Regions from separate parts of the Sus scrofa genome. Here region 1 is linked to region 2. Evidence: chromatin contacts called from public Hi-C data. All regions are on one chromosome and are shown on one strand. Each heading gives the region's core, a stretch centred on a gene start, on an enhancer-like site or on the middle of the called end of the contact. The rest is flanking DNA. Distances are from core to core; before and after follow the strand shown. Region 1 holds the start of FAM174B (membrane protein FAM174B). Region 2 has its middle 28 kb from the start of CHD2.

Evidence for each region. Hi-C and Micro-C count contacts between places; a contact is called where the count stands out from the background.
Region 1: a Hi-C map of liver shows a contact between it and region 2, with 1.7 times the contacts expected there. The contact joins the promoter of FAM174B here to the enhancer-like site in region 2. A contact is called at or near these places in 2 of 5 promoter capture datasets (fetal liver and liver), 20 of 47 Hi-C or Micro-C datasets (adipocytes, alveolar macrophages, blood and 11 more) and 2 of 2 datasets of contacts at active chromatin or transcription factors (alveolar macrophages and skeletal muscle).

Annotation. Positions count from the first base shown.
Region 1 is chr7:86,178,712-86,185,621 of Sscrofa11.1, reverse strand. It overlaps FAM174B (membrane protein FAM174B), which reads right to left and starts at 3,652. Exons shown (of 2, transcript XR_002345977.1): 1 at 2,289-3,652.
Region 2 is chr7:86,132,916-86,139,110 of Sscrofa11.1, reverse strand. No RefSeq gene overlaps it. Among named protein-coding and RNA genes, the nearest start is that of CHD2, 28 kb to the right of the region's middle. Within about 2 kb of position 2,955, at least 25 of the 83 cell types and tissues checked have an H3K27ac peak or open chromatin away from gene starts, as enhancers often do. A contact at or near this core is called in fetal liver, liver and skeletal muscle, where this site is marked.

The sequences.
Region 1 (6,910 bases), core at 2,403-4,902, 46 kb before region 2:
GAGATTGTGAGTTTGATCCCTGGCCTTGCTCAGTGGGTTCAGGATCCGGCATTGCCGTGAGCTGTGCTGTAGGTGCAGACACAGCTCAGATCTGGCGTTGCTGTGGCTCTGGTGTAGGCAGCGTTACAGCTCTGATTAGACCCCTAGCCTGGGAGCCTCCGTATGCCGTGGGAGCAGCCCTAGAAAAGCAAAAAAAAAAAACAAAAACATTATTTATACATAATTATAAATTGAACCTAACAGATACACAAATACACCAATAAAATTCTTCACAATGATTAGTCTTGGGAGTAACAGGACTTTGCCATCTCCACTGAAAGAGCACAAATCTTTCTGCAATTATCCTTTTAAAAAGAAATTATGTTTTTATTTATTGTTCCAGCCACACCTGCAGCATATGCATGTTCCCAGGCTAGGGGTCAAATTGGAGCTGTGGCTGCAGGGGGCCTATGCTACAGCCACAGCAACACCAGATCCACACTGAATCTCAGATCTACACTTGCTTGTGGCAATGAAGATCCTTAACCCACTGAATAAGGATGGGAACAAGGAAATTTCTTCATGGATACCATGTTGGGTTCTTAACCTGCTGAGCCACAATGGGAACTCCACAATTATCAATTAATATACATTAATATTCCTCAGAAGGTAGGCATTACATTTATGGTCTGTTTTAAGGTGCTTATAGTTATTACTAGTAATGGAAATATGCACCACACAATGTGTTATGTAGTGACTAGAATTAGGATCATTGTTCAAAGGTTTAAAACAGAAACAAAATTTCTAACTAATAAGTATTTCATGATTAATTACATAACAATACCTCAAACTTACAAAGTAGTTTATGTTTAAAAGTCTGTCATTGTAGTCAATAGAACACATGGAATCTGCTGTCAGTCAAACCTGACTTCAAATTCTGGTTTCTGCTTTCATACCGTTCTGAATACAATTCTTACCTATTTAATTCTATTGGGAATAAGATATAAATTCCTACTGATGAGATAAAATTCATATCATACAGCAAGACAAGGAAATTTAAAGGTAAGTTTTTTTTCTCTCCCCATTTTGGCTGCCTCCCTCCCCAACAACAATGAAGTGTGTGTTGTGCTTGGTTAAACAGCCCTCCTTAGGAGCCAACATTCCTTCTTAATCTCATAAAGGGTTACAACTCCTGAGGAGATAACCATGCTTCTTAACCTGGAAATAGGCCATGATGACCCATGACTCATTTTGTATACATAGGTCTAGGTTCTGCAAACTGCCAATAATACATCACTTGATGAACAGCGCATGTGTCTCAACAACTTGTATAACTGTGCTTTCACCTCTAACAAGTAGAACAGTCCTCAGAGGTTTCTCAAAGAGTGTCCCCTGGGTTATAAACCTTAGGTTGGCAAAATAAAATTTTTGTTACATCAACTATAAATTTTTCATTGACCATGTGGCTGAAATTCAAAATTTACAAAGACCTACTAAGAAAAAAAAAACAACTTCCCAACTCAGTCCTGGCAACCTGCTTCCTTTCCTTGGATGAAAAAGCACTATTAACAACTTCTTGATATCCTTCCAGGGATATTTTATGCATATAAGGTACAAGCAACTAACAAGTATAACCTCGTGTCATTTTACACATTACACTCAACGGGAAGTTTGAGCTACAGTTTCCTCACCTGTAAAAGGGCATTGTTAGGATTACATCACATATTCATGAAAATGCCTTAATCCTAGTGCCTGGCATGGAGTTTGGACTCAAAAACACATCCGCCCTTTCCCTACCTTTAAAAAGGCTAAGAGATAAGCGTTTTGGGTGCCTCAGAATCACACAGTGCTAGTTAATCACAGATTGTCTCCCAATCCCTCAGTTTCCAACCCAGCAGGGCCCGAATAGATCCAAGTATGTGCATTTCCAAGAAGCTCTCAGGTGCTGCAGATGCTGATCAGAGGGTCATCTGACCACCTGAAAGCACAGTGGGAACTTAGATGCCCCAGATTCCATCCCAGGTTCTGCATCTGGAGCAAACTACTCTGGGCTTCAGTTTTCTGTTTAATAAACAAAACTCCCATCTCGGAGGCTGTTGCGCAGGTTAAATAAGATACTGCAGGGGCATTTGTCACGACAAATGCTCAAGGACGACAACGCGAAAGGAACGTGGAGCTGCTGGGAAGGCGGGGGATGGCCCGCAAAACAGGAACCGTGGTCCTTGGCTACGTCCCAACTCGCACATCGTCGTTTCCCACCCCCACCCCAGAAACCTGCGGGGGCCAGGGACTGAGGTCAGAATCCACACCTTAAAGGCGAGGCGGGGGCTTCTGTAAGGAAGTCCTGAAACACCGAGCACCGAGTACCTCCACGCTTCTCTACGGGGCTTACTGTTTAAACTGCGTGTAAAGATGCAGGTGACACTCGTTGAACCTCACTGTAAACGTCCACGCCAGGGGAGGGTGCGCTGAGTGCCCCGCCCGTGGCGCGTGCGCTGCGGCGCTCGGGCGGGGGACTGACTGCAGGGCGCGGACGTGCGGCCAGCCGGGAAGGAAATGGCGAGGTCCGGACGGGCCGGGGCTCGGCCGGGGCTCGGCTGCCAGCCGCTAGGGGGCAGCCGGGCGTCTGCGGGCCGCGGCCGGCTGGAACCAGTCCGGCCGGAAGTTGGGGCGGTGCCTTGACTTCCGCAGCGACGCGCCACGTGGTCTGCTGGGGGTCCTGGAGAAAATAACAAGATGGCGGCGAAGGGGCGGGGCCGGTCGGTGTCCTTGAGGCTGCAGGTCCCTTAAAGGGCGGCGTTGGCTGGGCAGGGTAAGATGGGCTGATGGGTTGCCCGGCCGAACCTGGACCCAATAGCAAGGAGCTGCGCGAGATCGGAGTCCTGTTCCTGCGGAGCTCTCTGGCCCGGCCCGCTATGACCGCACCAGCCGCAGGATCAGCACGGCGCATTCCTGTGCAGCCGCCAGTCGGCTTCTCATTCCCGACCCCTTTTGCTTAGTTCCTGCGTTTGCTGTTCTGTGCCAACAAGGACAGCAGAGACGTCTTCCTCGGGCGTTTTCTTTCTGCGGGAGAGATTAGGTGTTGCACTTCGAGTGGGCGAGTCCTACTTCGATCAAAAGGCACTCTCCCCCTTCCAGCAGTTTCCATTACCATTTCCTGTCTTTGTTCAAAGGCCTAGAACTGCTCCCTTTCTGATGGGAAAAAACAACTCGCAAAGATCTGGGCTTTAAGTGGCTTCCCTGCCTTGTCCAAAGTGTTGGAGCTTGTTTGACTTGTACCCAGAAGCTGCTCTGGGACCTCCAAAGTGTTGCAGAGTCTGAGATTGTATTACTTTATATCAACCACCTTAGATGTTTTTTTCAGAAAGATAAATGTAGTTGTGGGTTGTTGCATATTATAAAATGCAGGAAATAAGAGCAAAGTCGAATAGTGTTCCTGGCCTTTCAATAAAGACCTGCAGTTTCGGAGTTCCCCGTCATGGCTCGATGCTTAATGAATCCGACTAGGAACCATGAGGTTGTGGGTTCAATCCCTGGCCTCGTTCAGTGGGTTAAGGATCCAGTGTTGCCATGAGCTGTGGTGTAGGTCACAGACACGGCTGGGATCTGGCGTTGCTGTGGCTACAGCTCTGGTTCAACCCCTAGCCTGGGAACCTCCATATGCTGCGGGTGCGGCCCTAAAAAGACAAAAAAAAAAAAAAAAAAAAAGACCTGCAGTTTCTCTTTTGGATAGGGAGGACCAAGCCCGTGAATCTCTGCTTGGCCAATTGCCCAGGCTTGGTTTTCATTCCTCATCCTGTTTCATTTTACATAAGTTGGACACAGAAGGGCCAGTGTGGGTAAAAATAGTTAACACAGCCATTGGGCTTGTAGAGTATATTTAGAGTAAAGGAGACGTTTGTCCTTGATTTTATTTATAAATGTGTCGTTTTAGGATTCAGATTCTCTCATTCTAATTTGTGAGACTTGGCAAGTCTGAAACGATACGACTGTTTTGTTTCTAAATAGTGGAACTTGACTCTCAAAGGTTTGGGAGGTTAAATAAAATTTTCTGAATGTAGCAGGTCCCCACTACAGTGACAAAGCTGGAGAAGGACATTACTTTATGAAGGAGCCCTTCTGGTTTTGTCCGTCTGGTAGGGATTTTAACACTTGTGCTGTGATCAAAACTGCATTGCTGTTAAGTGCAGACTAGGAACAGTATAATTTGATTGGGAGGGGAGGAAGTGACAAGGCCGCTCAAGATTTTCGTTCTAGGGCTTAAATTCGGATTTTTTTTTTTTTTTTTAACCCAGCAATTTGAGAGAATTTTCCTTCAGCCACTCCTTTTTGTAACCAAGCCTTCAGAGGTTTGTCCAATGTTTGGCTAAAAAAAAAAAAAAAAAAAAAAAAAAAAAAGGAATGAATGGAGTTTGCAAAGAATCCTTTTACCTGGAGGGGTTAGAACCTTCCCTTCCTTGAACGGGAAAGAATGCAGCTACCTTCAGAACATTTTCTCAGAAAGAGCCTGCCTCATTGTGTCCTTATGTTTTGCAGTGATTACCCCCTTCTTTGTCTCCTTTTGTACATATAATTCAGATGGAAACTTGGGCAGCTTTTTCTGCAAATGCCCATCATACAGGAGCACAAGAATTAGCATCCTCAGGCCTTCAACTGTTTGCCTCCAAAATTTCCTTAACACTACCTTACTATTAAAAGGAGAAAATGCTTCATAAATATTTAAATAGTTAATTTCAGCAAATTTGACTTTTTTAAAAAACCAGAGAAGTAGTAAAAAAAAAAAAATTTAAAAGAACCAGCACTCTAGTAATTCTGAGATACTTGTCCTTGTAGGCAGAGATTTAAGTTTTGTTTTGTGGGTTGTTTTTTTTTTTTTTTGATGGCCACACCCTCAGGTGGAATGGGAGTTGCAGCTGCCGGCCGTAGGCCACAGCCACAACTCCAGATCTGACCCTAATCTTCAAGCTATACTACAGCTTGAGGCAACACCAGATCCTTAACCCACTGAGCGAGACCAGGAATCGAACCCACATCCTTGTAGATGCTAGTCAGATTCTTAACCTGATGAACCGCAATGGGAATTCCCATAAGTCTGTTTTGAGGAGATTATGTTTGTACAGTTTGGTACCTTTTTTTTTTTTTTTTTTTTTTAGTTTGGTACCTTTTTCACTTGACTTTAAAAAATATATTGTTTTCTTTCATATTGCTTAAATTATGCTCAACACCAAACAAAAGGTATTGATGAGGAGTTGCCGTTGTGGCTCAGCAGTAACAAACCTGACTAGTATCCATGAGGACATGGGTTTGCTCCCTGGCTTTGCTCAGTCGGTTAAGGATCCGACGTTACTATGAGCTGTGGTGCAGGTCACAGAGGCTTGGATCTGGCATTGCTGTGGCTGTGGCGTGGGCCAGAAGCTGTAGCTCTGATTAGACCCCTAGCCTGCGAACTTCCATATGCCGTGGGGGCAGCCCTAAAAAGATACACACACACAAAAATTATAGAAGAATACAAAGGAAAAAAAAAAACAATGCCTCAGTCATGGAATAACCACTGTTAAACAAGGTGTGTCGTTGTCTTAGAGAGAAGTGCTCCTGTGGTGCTTCGGGTTAAGGTTCCGGTTGTCACTTCAGCAGCTCAGGTCACTGGTGTGTCGAGGGTTTGATCACTGGCCTGGGAATTTCCATACACCATGGGTGCAGCCAAATAAATAAATAAATAAATAAATAAAACTACCTAGTTTTGTAACCTACATTTTGCATTTAGCCCCATATAATATACATTTTCCCAGGTCAAATAAGAATCTTCATGGGAGTGTTCATCGTGGCTCAGTGGTTAATAATCCAACTAAGAACCATGAGGTTGTGGGTTCGATCCCTGGCCTGCTCACTGGGTTAAGGATCTGGTGTTGCCATGAGCAGTGGTGTAGGCCGCAGACATGGCTCAGATCTGGCGTTGCTGTGGCTGGGGCTCTGGCGTAGGCTGGCAGCTACAGCTCTGATTAGACCCCTAGTCTGGGAACTCCATATGCCCAGGAGCAGCCCTAGAAAAGGCGAAAAGACAAAAAAAAAAAAAAAAAAAAAAAAAAAAAAGAATATGATGTTTAACCTTAAGTTAAATATTTAAAAGGAATCCTTTCACTGACAGCCTGTTAATAATACAGAAACCTCTTTTCCCTTTAACAAGTTCATTTCTACATATAGATATGGTATAAAAGGAACTTATTGCTGGAACTTTCTTTCCAATATGCAGCAAGTATAAAAACTTTGTTGTTCTCCAAAATTATCTACTATAAATGAACTTTGAGGATAGGGGGTTTTTTTAGGGTAAAGTCCTCTAAACCTCACCTATAGTCACTTTATTAGCTATTTTCAATTGTGATATTGTGGACATGCTGCTAAAACTTTATCCATAGGAACAAGAAAGACGGTTCTATTCAAAGCAAAATGACTGATTAAGATTCCTCCTCTATGTTTAGTATAATGATGTCTGGATACGCCTTACCAGAAACTGTTCCATAGCCTGTTCTTCCAAAATTACCTCTATTTGCCACAATCCTTCCTTCACTCTCTAAAAGTGATTTAGAAAACATGGAGAAGGAGTTCCCTTCGTGGCACTGTGGTTAATGAATCTGACTAGGAACCGTGAGGTTGCAGGTTCGATCCCTGGCCTTGCTCAGTGGGTTAAGGATCCACCGCTGCCGTGAGCTATGGTGTAGGTCGCAGACACGGCTCTGATCCCACGTTGCTGTGGCTCTGGCATAGGCTAGCAGCTATGGCTCCGATTCAGCCCCTAGCCTGGGAACCTCCATATGCCTCAGGAGCAGCCCTAGAAAAGACAAAAAAAAAAAAACAACCTGGAGAAGTAAAGATGAATAAAACAAACACATAAATAATGAGGAAAAAAATCAATCAGCAGCCGTTGTGATCGTCT
Region 2 (6,195 bases), core at 1,706-4,205:
GTATCTAATTATCTTGATGGATCAGAGGAAGACCTCACCCTTAATGGTTAAAAGTTCTTCTGCTGGCTTTAGACAACTTCTAATGTCCCTTCCTATTTAGGGCTATATATGGAAAGCGAAATGATCCTATCACATTATTTCTCAGTAAAAGAAGCCATGTTTTCCTTAAGTGGGAAAAGGGTCTACTAAAGAGAAAAAAAACAAAACAAACAAAACAAGATGGAACGTCCCTGGATGTAAAGGTTTACATAACGAAAGCACAAATACTGTATGACACTACTTATATGTTACTGAAAATAGGCATATTCATAGAGACGGAAAGCAGAATAGAGATTACCATGGGCTGGGGGAGGGAAGAATGGGGAATTGTCGTTTAGTAGGTACAGAGTTTCAGCTTGAGATGAAAAAGGTCTGTAGATAAATAGTGGCGATAATCACACAACATTGTGAATGTACTTAATGCCACTGAATTGTATATTTTATTTTATTTTATTTTATATTTTTTTCCACATAGGCAGTATGTGGAAGTTCCTGGGCCAGGAGTGGAACCTAAACCACACAGCAGCAACCAGAGCCTCAACCCACTAGGCCATCAGAGAACTCCCTGAATTGTAGCTTTTAAAATGGTACATTTCATGTTATGTATATCTTACCACACAAAAAAAAAACCCTTAAAAAAAATAAGTAGCAGGAATAACATTTTTTTGATGAGACACTAATGAGAAGTCACAAATAAATTACCTAATTGCACAGGAAACAAAAAAATTAATGCTACAAAAATGTTTATGAAGGATCCTTAATTACTATTCCACAATCCATACTTTAGGAACTTAATGTAGATAGGAAGTATAATTATTACACAAAAAATAATGACATTGGAAAAAACAAGTAGAGAAGGGGTTAGCTTATTCACAGTTATGACTATTTCCTATGTACAAGCCTACAGTTTAGAAATAGATCAGGCCTGAATTATGTCAGCTGAGTTCACTAATCATAAAACCTTTGTAAAGGATATGGATTGAGAATGAGGATTACATCCTATTTCTGGGTCTGGAAGAGGCAAGGCAGTGGTCAGGATCACTCTGCTCACACAGACCTGTTCCAAGGCCAGTACCTAGAAGCCAGAGAGCCCTCGGTACGTGTTAGCTGCCATGAGGTTTCTGAAGGTCACCGGCCCATTCAATCTAGAAGCTCACAGATCAAGCTGGATCTGCTAATCCCTGCTCAAAGAGCAAGCCTAAAGATAAACTACTGCTAATTATTGTTCCATTTTGTGTATGTAGCTGTTTAAAAGTGTTTTTTTCCCCTACATTTCATCATCTGACCATCATAGTTAATTGCCCTGCAAAGAAAATGGGGCAGATATAATCATCTACATTTTATGACCGAGGAAGTCACAAGGGTGAGGCCCAGAAAGTCCATGTCTTGAAGCTTTTAATGGCAGAGCTGAGGTCAAAACCAAAGCCTTTTGGTTACCAGAATCCCTTTTCTCAAATTCTGCAGTCCTGGCAGGACTGGGATGAAGGTAAGGAACTTGTCTCAGGCACAAAGTCTAAGAGGCACCAGAGAGAGACAAATAATATTTAATGGAACATTTTAAAAAGTTAAAAATTAATGCTAAAATATCTCCGATGAACAAAATATCAAACCTTTAAATAAAGACAGGCTCTTTGCTTGTTCTCTGACCCCAAGCTATTGCGTAATGGGAATAGTTGTTTTCTATCAGCTTGAGGCTTCCAGGTCCCCTAGGCTGTCTTATTCCCCTCTCCAGGGTTTATGAGGGTTGATGGTGGTGTGCATACAGAAGGGGTATGTGGGGCTTTCTACAGAGTCATGATTATTTGATTGCAGAGGTGTAGCAGAATTGGCTGGGGTCAGAGAGCCAGGGAATGGCCACATCCCGGTTGGCTTTCAGAACTGAAGACAGCAAGGTCCTCATGGTTTGTCGCTCTGTACTGCCTCTGTCCATTCTCTCTCTTCCTAGCGCCTACATCCAGTAAAGAGAAAACATATTGTCAAGGACTCACTCTACTGTGCCCTGAAAATGGGAGGAGCCCAGGTGAAGTCCTAAGAAGTTCTCAGGACAGAGATACTTCTGGTTGGCTGGTCAGGGGCTATTGCATAACAAGTCGGTTTTGCAGAGATTCTATCGAGTGCCAGGGGCAAGATCTATTTTTGGCCCGACATACAGGGCGTGTCCTACTTTTAAGGAGCTCTAATAAGTGGGAAACTGTATTTACATAAGACGTACATTAAATTGTGATGATTTGCGTTGACTAAATGACATGGCATCCCATTCAATAGCAAGTTCCCCTAATCTATTTAATGGAATTAGATTTACAGTTGGTGAGTATTTTACTATAGCAAATCTTCCATCGGCTGTTATTTGAGCATCTACAACTGTGCCGTGGTAAACAAATAAAGTCTAAGTCAAGGTCTCTGCCCCCAGTCAAACCACGTGGAGCCTACTCAGGGAGATATGATCCATGTACCCAAATAGGCAAATATTAACTTAAGATAAGAGCCCATTGGGTACTGAATTACATAGCCATTAGCTCATAGGAATTCCAAGGAGGGAAAGCAATCACTTTGGAAGACAGAAAACAGAACAGTTTGCATGAACTTGTTCTGTGTAACAAGAGCCTCACTGGCAATGCGAGTGGCACACATGGGAGGGTTATGGGGAAGGGTGTGCAAAAGAGAAGGGCAGGCAGGTGCCAGACAGGATCACAGGAGTGACACATCCAGTCTGGCTGAGTAGCTGCCTCATTGAGCTGGCAAAGCACCAGTCTTAGAATTGAAACTGGCAATGGGAAGACGACTGAGAAAGAAATGGTTGAAACTATCTGAAGAAAGCTGCATCAGTGTAATGTCAGGAAGGTCCATGTATGAAGAGCCACAAGAGATGACTGGTTAGTGTGTGATGTAGGAGAAAGGTCAAGGAGAGACACCTGAGACTGATGGTCATGCTTGGAGGGGAGGGAGTATCAGGATGACTTCACAGGGACTACACTGGTCTGTTTGTCTAATACTGAACATGCCCTTGATCCCGCAGTCTTTGAGCCAACAGACAAAATACGACCTCACTCTAATTCTTCTCAGTAGTGTGATCTTTATAATAAAATCTAGACTATCTTTGGAAGGACACTGGGGAAACTAGTTACATTAATTGCTCTAAGAGAGGAGTGCTGGGTGAATGGGAACAGAGGTGAGACTTTTCACTGTATATCTTTTGTAGCCTTTGAATTTGAACCAGGTGTTAACTTATTTTTAAAAATTTTTTATTTTTTTGTCTTTTTAGGGCCCCACCCATAGCATATGGAAGTTCCCGGGCTAGGGTTGAATCAGAGCTGTAGCCAGAGGCCTACACCACAGCTACAGCAACTCGGGATCCAAGCCTCTCCTGCGACCTACACCATGGCTCACAGCAATGCTGGATCCTTAACCCACTGAGTGAGGCCAGGGATTGAACCTGAGTCCTCATGGATAACTTCAGATGTTAACTATTTAAGACATTTTTTAAAAAATCAAAAGATAAAATACATGTGTGCTAAAAAAAAAAATGGATGAAATACACAAAAATATTTCAAGAGTACAATCTTGGGAGTTCCCATTGTGGTGCAGTGGAAACAAATCCAACTAGAATCTATGAGGAAGCAGGTTCTATCCCCATGTTGCTGTGGCTGTGTGGTAGGCAGGCAGCCATAGCTCCAATTCGACCCCTGGCCTGGGAAATTCCATATGCCACAGGTGTGGCCCTAAAAAGCAGGAAAAAAAAAAAAAAAAAAAAAAAAGAGAGGAGACAATCTTCAGGATTCTGCCCAATCAAAAAAAACAAAAAAAAAACAAATAAAGAAACTCCTTCCCAATTGTTAAAGAAACAGCCTTATTAAGGTCTGATGGACATACGAAAATCTGCCCATTTGTAAAGTGGACAATTTGCTAAGTACGCCTTGAGTGCATTTACATCTGCAAAGCCATAAGCATAATAAAGATAACAAACCTATTCATTACCTTTGAGGGTTTCCTCATGCCCTTTAAAGTCCGTGTCTCACATCCATCCCCGTCCATTCTCCCATCCCCAGGTAACCAAGGCACTGTCCTGCTTTCTATTTGTTTGCATTTCCTAGAATTTTATATAAATGGAATCATATGGTATACATCCTTTGGTCTGGCTTCTTTCACTCAGAAAAAATATTATTGAGATTATCCTTGCTCAGTCACTAATTTTTTTTTTTTTTTTTTTGTCGTCTTTTTGCCTTTTCTAGGGCCACTCCCGAGGCATATGGAGCTTCCTAGGCTAGGGGTCTAATCGGAGCTGTTGCTGCCGGCCTACGCCAGAACCACAGCAACGTGGGATCTTAGCCACATCTGTGACCTACACCACAGCTCGTGGCAACGCTGGATCCTTAACCCACTGAACAAGGGCAGGGATCGAACCCGAAACCTCATGGTTCCTAGTCGGATTCGTTAACCACTGTGCCACGACGGGAACTCCTATATATTGTTAAATATTATTCTATTTTATAGATAGCCACTTGGGTAAATACTGAGGAGCAGGGTCATAAACTAAGTACAAGAAATTGCCAAATTTTTCAAAGTGATTGTACCATTTTGCATTTTCACCAGCAGAGTATGAGAGCTTTAGTTGCTCTATATCCCCCCCTTGGCATAGTTGTGCCTTTTTTTTTTTTTTTGTCTTTTTAGGGCCACCCTCAAAGCATATGGAGGTTCCCAGGCTAGGGCTCGAATGAGAGTGGTAGCAGTCGGCCTACACCACAGCCACAGCAACATGGGATCTGAGCCGCATCTGTGACCTACACCACAGCTCACAGCAACACGGATCCTAACCCACTAAGCAAGGCCACAGATAGAACATGCATCCTCATGAGTGCTAGTCAGATTCATTTCCGCTGAGCTGCGATGGGAACTCCTGCTTAGTTTTTAATTTTAATTTTTATTCTTGTTTATTGAGATATAATTGACATACAACACTGTATAAGTTTAGGATATACAGCCTAATTTGACTTACATACATCGTGAAGTGATTATCACAATAATTTTAGTAAACATCCTTTATATCACATAGGTACAAAATTAAAGATATAGAAAAAATTTTTTTTCTTGGGGGAGAACTCAGGATTTACTCTTAACGACTTTCATATGTAACATACGGCAATGTTAATTATATCTCTCATGTTGTACCTTATAACCCTCTGGCACAGTCTTTTTAACTCACCACTTTTTTATCATCATCATAGTCATCATCATTATTGCTATTGCTGTATTGTTATTTAGTGGCATCTTAGCGTGGTTTCAATTTGGGTTTCCCCAATGACTAATGATATTGAGCATCTTTTCATGTAATTATTTGCCATCTGCATATCTCCTTGGGGAACTCTATATATTTTGCCCACTTAAAAATTACATTGCTGGAGTTCCCCTTGTGGCTCAGTGGTAATGGACCTGACTAGTATCCAGGAGGATGCAGGTTCCATCCTTGGTCTTGCTCAGTGGATCAAGGATCCGGCGTTGCTGTGACCTGTGGTGTAGGTCAAAAAAGTGGCTTGGATCCTGTGTTGCTGTGGCTGTGGTGTACGCCAGCAGCTGCAGCTCTGATTTGACCCCTAACCTGGGAACCTCCATGTGCCAAGGTTGTGGCCCTAAAAAGGAAAAAGAATGTGGAAACTAACCTTGGACAGGTTAGCTGGTATTCAGAGCAATAAAAATACCTGAACTCTTCCCTACCTCCCTCACCCCCCCCAAAAAATAACCATGACCTAGATTCTTACAATGGGGATCTGTTTCCTATCATTTTGGCCAGACAACTTGAAGAGGAAGACAGTGTATGTGCAGTGCTTTTTATAATGACATCTCTTGGTCTGTTGCTCAGAATCCATTCCTCCTCGGTTTGGTGATAGCAACTTGATTTTATTTCCCCCTCACAAGTTTGGGGTGCTCATCTGAGAACTCCCGAGCAATGACAGGCCTGGCCAGCCAGCCACTGCTTCGGAGATGGGCATGGAATACAGGCTGAGCCAGTCATCAAAAATGCTAAGGATGTTTTGTGTGAAGGTGGGTAGAGGGTTTAGGAACAAAGCTCAAATTCCAGGTGGTCATCTTGCCACCACGTGGGGAGGGCCTTCCTGAAAGAAGCCGACAGAGGGGAGGGAGGGCAGGGCTGAGAGATGGGGT